Linked DNA regions of Oryctolagus cuniculus: region 1 is linked to region 2. The links are chromatin contacts, called in public Micro-C maps. All regions are on one chromosome and are shown on one strand. Each heading gives the region's core, a stretch centred on a gene start, on an enhancer-like site or on the middle of the called end of the contact. The rest is flanking DNA. Distances are from core to core; before and after follow the strand shown.

What was found. A called contact is a pair of places that touch in the nucleus more often than the background predicts.
Region 1: a contact with region 2 is called in a Micro-C map of ear pinna, with 6 times the contacts expected there. The contact joins the promoter of PNRC1 here to the promoter of UBE2J1 in region 2. A contact is called at or near these places in 3 of 6 Hi-C or Micro-C datasets (ear pinna, psoas muscle and skin fibroblasts).

What each region holds. Positions count from the first base shown.
Region 1 is chr5:83,408,625-83,411,921 of mOryCun1.1, reverse strand. PNRC1 (proline rich nuclear receptor coactivator 1) reads left to right here and starts at 1,351. Exons shown (of 2, transcript XM_002714575.5): 1 at 1,351-2,066. The coding sequence starts at 1,527.
Region 2 is chr5:83,169,669-83,172,990 of mOryCun1.1, reverse strand. It overlaps UBE2J1 (ubiquitin conjugating enzyme E2 J1), which reads right to left and starts at 1,454. Exons shown (of 8, transcript XM_002714578.5): 1 at 1,109-1,454. The coding sequence starts at 1,139.

The sequences.
Region 1 (3,297 bases), core at 102-2,601, 240 kb before region 2:
TAGTGTGGTAGGTACTATGTAGGAATGATGTTAAAACTTTGGTCTTGCCATACTGTGGGCTGAATTCCTATTCCACAACTTATTGCTTGTTCTTTGACAAGTCTCCCCCCCCCCTTAAAGATTTATTCAAAATGCCCAGTTGCAGAGAGAGAGAAAGACAGAGATCTTCCATCCCTGGTTCACTTCCCAGATGGCTCCATCAGTTTGCCAGGAGCCTGGAACTCTAGCATGGTCCCCCACATGGGTGCAGGGGTCCAAGTGCTTGGGCCATCCATCCTCCACTGCTTTCCCAGGTACATTAGCAGGGAGCTGGATCAGAAGCAGAGCTGTGCAGACCCCTACAGTTGCTTATGTGGAATGCTGGTGTATCAGGCAACCCTGTAAACATGCTATGCCACAACCGCTCCCCTTTGACAAGTTCCTTAGCCTCTCTGAGCTGTTTCCTCGCCAGTAAAATGGGGATAAAATACAATACCTATTCGTTAGGGTAGTGAAAGTCAAAAGAGATAACTTATTCTTGTGGGCAACCAAAGAGAGCAGAGACACTCGGTTAGCGCAGGGCCGTAGGAAATCCACTGTTGCAAGCTTCTGCACTTTCTGCCTTGGAGCCCCGAGCCAATCTGTGCGGAGCATCAGGCAGCGTTGCCGATTCCAGTCTCAAAGTCCTTCCGTTTAAACACGAAGGCAGCAAAAATTCCAACAGCCACTTATGGCTCTATGGCGAACTTTTCGTATATTAAGTAGCTAATTCAATCCCTGAGTTACTGCCTGAAGTCTTCCTCTTATCACCAAGGCGGAACTGAGTAAAAGGAAAAAAAAAAAAGTGACCCACATCCACCAAATGTGTAGTTTAAAGGTAGACTGATGTTGACCACTGCTAAGGAAGAAATCCTTGTAAAGTACTTTCAAATCTTTCAGATAATGATAATGCTGTGTGGCTGGAAATAAAACACGATACAGCCTCAAGGTCAGCAGCTGAGCAGGCACCAGTTAGCGGCCTTGACGCTTCCTGATTCTCCATCTCCTCCTCTGCTCCCTGCCACCCCAAGATCCAGCCCGGACCGCTCAGCCCCCTCCGGGGCCCAGGTGAGCGAGAAGCGGGGGTTGACTTGGGAGAGGGGTGGGGGGAGGTAGGGCTGAAACCCAACTTCATTGTTCCCGGGACCGACTCTTCCCAAAAGAGCCCAGGGGCAGCGCCTGCGCAGTGCGCGCTCTTTGTGCCAGGCTGCAGCGAGTTGTTTGTGTGTGTCTCTCCAAAGCGGCGGGGGCGGAGCCACAGGGGCGTGACTTGGCATCTCGCACTCTGATTGCCTGGCCGCAGGGAGATGGGCGGGCACAGGGCGGAGCTTCCGATAACAACACTCGGTGCCGGAGCCGGGGCTATTTGTTGCTGCGCCGCCACCGCCCGAGTCATGGTCCGCGCTTCTTTCTGGCTCTCTTAGCAGCAGCCGCCGCCGCCCTGCGATCACTGGCTTCACTTCCTCCTCCTCCTCTTCCTCTTGCTGAGCCACTCGCTTCCTAGCGCTATGACCGTTGTCTCTGTCCCGCAGCGGGAGCCGCTCGTCCTGGGCGGCCGCCTTGCGCCGCTTGGCTTTTCCACCCGCGGTTACTTTGGGGCCTTCTCGATGGTGACCACGGCTCCGCCGCCTTTACCCCGGATCCCGGACCCCCGGGCGCTGCCCCCGACCCTGTTCCTCCCTCACTTTCTAGGGGGAGACGGCCCCTGTGTGAGCCCCCAGCCTCGCGCTCCGGCATCTCTGCCCAACTGCAGCCTCGCGACGGCGGGAGGCACGCCTCGGGCGGCGCCGAAGAAGCGGCGGAAGAAGAAGGTGCGGGCCAGTCTGGCGGGCCAGCTGCCCAGCCGCTTCCACCAGTACCAGCAGCACCGGCCGAGTCTGGAGGGCGGCCGGAGCCCGGTGGCAGGCCAGAGCGGGGCGCCGGAGGTCCCGGGCCAGGCCGCCGTCTCGGGCCCGGCTCCTGCGACCGCCAGCCGGACTGAAGAGGCGAGCCCGGTCCCGGGGCCGCTGCGGCCCGCGGCGCCCGGCCAAGCCGCGCTCAGGAAAGAGGTAAGGCCGCGATGGGCTCGCGGGGACCGTTGGGGAGTGGCGGCCTCCAGACGGGCCACGGCCGGGCTCTGGGTCTGGGGCCGGGGCGGCGGAGGGGCGGGAGGGTGGGGGCGGGGTGGGGGGCGGCTGTTTACTCGCGAGGGAAGTTTCCGTGACGCCCGCTCGGTCCCGGCTGGGGGGAGGGGGCAGGGGAGGCATGCGCTGGCGCTGCCGATTGGCTGCCGGGAGCCAGCCAATGAGGGGAGCGGCTGCGCCCCAGCAACAGCCCCGATTTAGAAGGCTGGCGGCGTTCCAGGGGGTTTCGGCGTTCGGGGAGTGCGGGGAGGGGCGGGGGGCCGCGGGGGGGGGCTGACGTCAGCGCGCGCTACGTGCGGCGCGCTCCGGCGCTCATGAAGGAGGTGGGCGGCGGGCCGGGGGCGGCCGGACGGGGTCCGGGGGCCGGCGCCCGGCCTCCCGACGGCTGGCGGCTCCGGGGCCGGGAGTGCGGCGCGGAGACCGTGCGTGGCGCCCCGCGGTGGGCTGGGTTTTTGCCGGGAAGTGAACGCGGCCTTCGTGGGGCGCCCAATCCCGTGTAGGGCTGGGCCTGACCTACTTAGTGCGCTTTCAAGTTTCCGAGCGGGCGGCAGCGGCGCTGGCGTTGGCGTTCTCGGCCTGGAAAGCGCTACGGTTTGCATGTCAGTGTATCCGTTGAGCTGATCTCACCTGCCGCACCTCCTGCGGGCAAGGTCGTTACTGGTCCACGATAGATTTTCCAAGGAAGTTACTGGCTGAGTGCGCGTTGTACCGACCGACTGGGTTTGGATAAAATGCATTCGAGCCCCCAAGCGGGATTCAGTCCCGAGTGATTGGAGAGTGATCTTAGCGAAAGGAAGTGTTGTATGGACTCCCGTGACTTCAGTTTCGTAGTGAAAGTTAAGTTGCTGTCGTTCGGGAGTTTATTGGAGTTAGAGATGGGAGGTTTGTTAGCTGTGTCCTGGGGGAAAATTACTAAGCATGGCGGTCACTTTTCTGTGGATTGTCTTGGGTTCCTTCCGAGTCTCACTTAGCAGTAATAGTGATATTCTAAAAGCGAGCTCTTCTGCCTCTTCCTGGCCAGTGGGATTCTTTTCTAGAACGGGTATTACTACCAGAAGGCCAGAGCGTTCTGTTGGGCCGCAGATACCTTGAACTCCAGCTACGTAATAGTAGGCTGTTTCTAAACGTGCGTGGAAAATGGAATTAAAAGTAGAGG
Region 2 (3,322 bases), core at 205-2,704:
AAATTAAGCTTTTCTTTCCCTCTGATCTCCCGTACACTCCCCTAAAAGGTTTTAGCAGATGAGCTGGGGGAGGGTTGTGAACCCACTGGAAATGTAATTCTTGGAAAGCCCATGGCTTTCACCACATTTTTTTTAGGGAGTCTATACCCCCCCAATACCACAACCAATTCTACATACTTGGTCACCTAGGGACTAGGGACATTTCGTAGCCTGGCAGCATTCAGACTAACTCTATTCAATCAGTTTCTAGAGTTTTTGCATATGCTGAAATGTTTTTTAAAATCAAAGATTCTCAGTAGACAATTCTTTGCATAAAGACGCTAGCCTGGCTGATTCCTACTGAGAAGCAGCTTTTGGGGAAGGAAAAACTAAGCAGCAGCAAGAGTTGGCCAAGTCATCACTAAGATCCTGGGATTTACCACTCAGAGCTAAACAGTGGAGTTTCTTGTCTCTTGCTGAGGCACCACCAGAAGACAACTGGAGGCTGGGAGTGTCGGGCCGGCTTCTGTGTATGCAGGAAAGAAAAATCTCTGTGGCTGAACACAGAGATGTATCATCTTAACCACTTTGGCACAAATCATGGTTAGCTCTCAAGTGCACGGCTCAACTAGGTTATTTTAGCTCCCTGGTTAACTGGTTTAGTTACTAAACGTCTCCTTTTGCTTGAACTTCTATTCACACCAAATGCTGCAAACAGGATATTTAAACCACCAAAGCCTCAAAATGTGAGAGCCAAAGTGCTAATAAAAGTCCGGCGGCAGCGACAGGGAGGGGCAGGGATAGTGCTCAGGTTGCAGGTACCGCAAGGGGCCACCACCCACCGGCACATCACCTTTCCACCTGCTCCTGCGGTTGGGATGATGAGCCAGCTCTCCAGAACGAAGATGAGGAAAGGGAGAAGCTGGTGCTGCCGGGCGCCGGCAGGTCCCGGGGACTGCAGCGGGTGTCTGCCCGGCCGCCCCGCCCTGCGGCCTGCACCTCCCTGGCAAGCGGCGGTCTCGCGTAGAGCGCGAAACCGGGAGCCGAGCCGCGAGTGGCGGCCAACGCTAGGGGACCGCGGCGCCGGGCCCCAGAAACCCGGGTCATTCCGCCCTCTGGCCCTTCTCACCCGGACTCTTCAGGTTGTAGCGGGTCTCCATGGCGGGGCGCGGGCCCGGCCTCCCGGCTCGCTGCCACCTCCTCTCGGCGCCGCCGCGGTCGCCGCCCGGGTCTCAGCGCGGCTCGGGCACACTGGGCCCGGCCGAGGGAGCCTCCGCAGACGCCGCCCAGCCCAGCCCGGACTGCGGGCGGGGTGGTGAGGGCGCGGGCGAGGCGCGGGCTTCGCGATGGCGCCGCCTCCTCCGCTGCTCCCCCGCCTCCCTGAGGGCTGGGCAGGCGCCGGCGCCGGCCGGGGCTTCGCTGAACCTGGGGCCCGGGCTGGAGGTCAGCCTCCACGTGTGGCCGCGGGCCCAACCCCGCCGCGGCCGCCCGGCTTGCGTCACCCGCCCTCGTCAGGGTTTTGTGAAGTTGCCCTGACGTGGCAGTCGCTTCGTGGCGGTCGGTCACTCCGTGGCCGCCGCCTGCCCCGAAAAGCCCGCTCGGGAACCTGCAAGAGCGGGCAGCGGCTTCCTCCTCGTCCGCTGGCCTCAGCCCCCACCAAGGCCGCCCTTCTGCGGGATTTCACAGGAAGCTGCCCGACCCCGACAGCTGCCGGCGGGCCCGCACCTCTCGGCTCTCTGGAGCTCTCGCAGCGGGCGCAGAGCCCGCGACGCAAAGCTGCCCGCGCGCTGGGTTGCGGGGGTTTGTGAGGTGCTGTGTTCAGATCCAGTCACTGAGGGCGGGGAGGGGCGAGGAGAAGGAAACTAAGAAGGGTTGGTTTGTTTAAAATTCAATCCATAGGATTTTTTACAAGACTTATTTATTTATTTATAAATATTTATAAATATAAATATAAGATTTATTTATTTATCTTCCATCTGCTGGTTCACTCCCCTAAATGGCCACAACGGGTTGGGCCAGGCAAAGCCAGGAGCTTCATCCAGGTCTCCCAAATGTGTGCAGGGGCCCCAGAAACTTGGGCCATCTTCCACTGCTTTCCCAGGCAGTGAGCAGGATTGGAAGTGGAGCAGCTGGGACTCGAACCAGTGCCCATATGGGATGCCAGCACTGCAGGCGGCGGCCCCTGAGTAGGGTTTTTATAGCATCCCCCCCCCCCCCATAACGTGATTAAATATGAGATACCATTTTAGGCTTTAAATTTAAAGATTAAAAAAAATTAAACCGGTCTGAAAATATAAAGTAGGGGGTTCCACTGAATTTGCGAGAGCTCTCACACATCTGAAAGATGAAGCCTCAAAGACACACTTCATGCTTCCCTGTCAAATGAGAGGTTGGGGAGAGAGGACTGGGGCTTCTGGAAGGCTAACGGAGCACAAAGACCTTAGGACCGGGAAGGAGCAGTGCCGGGAGAGGGGCGAATTCCAGGTGGGATAAAGCTTCCACAGCTCTGGCAAGGCTTTTGTTATATTAGATAGAAAACTCCTTGGTTTGATTTGCTTTCTGTTAGAGTTTACCACAATCTGTATATATGTAGTGAATTTAGATAACAGTCTCAATCTCTTAAGTGCCTTTCTTGGCATCTGAATCATACTAGCAATCTTTGCAAAGAGCGAACTTGGAAGGAAAAAAAAAGTGAAGAATATCTAAAATTAGATGAGCTCTTTTAAACCATTCCATAGTGGTTTCTGAGTAGTAAACTGATAACCTGATTGGCCAACATTCGCAAAGACAAACCAAACTCCAATGTGCTGTTTCCCTCATCCACTCTCTCTTTGTGTTGGACCTTCAAATAGTGCAACACTTCACACTGTCTCCTGCCATAGCTCTACAGAAGCCCCTGGGTTGGGCAATAGCCAGGGTGACAAAGCAGGGTATTTATTTATTTGAAAGAGTCACAGAGAGGGTGAGAGAGAGGGACCTTCCATCCACTGGTTTACACCCTAAATGACCGCAATAGCCAGGAGCTTCATGCGGGACTCCCATGGTGGGCAGCAGGGACCCAGACATTTGGGCAGGAAGCTGGATTGGAAGCGGAGTAGCCGGGGCATGGACTGTTGCCCATATGGGATGCCAGCGTTGTAGGCGGTGGCTTTACCTGTTATGCCACAATGTTGGCCCCCAAAGCAGGTATTACTACATCTGATGTGTATCAAGTATTATTATACTGTTATGTATATGTGATCCCAAATAGCTGCACAAAGCAGTACTGAACACCTTCTAGCATCTAGATCCACCATCAGCTTCTGGCTACAGTTGTCCTCTGGACTCTCCTTTTCCTTTCAGC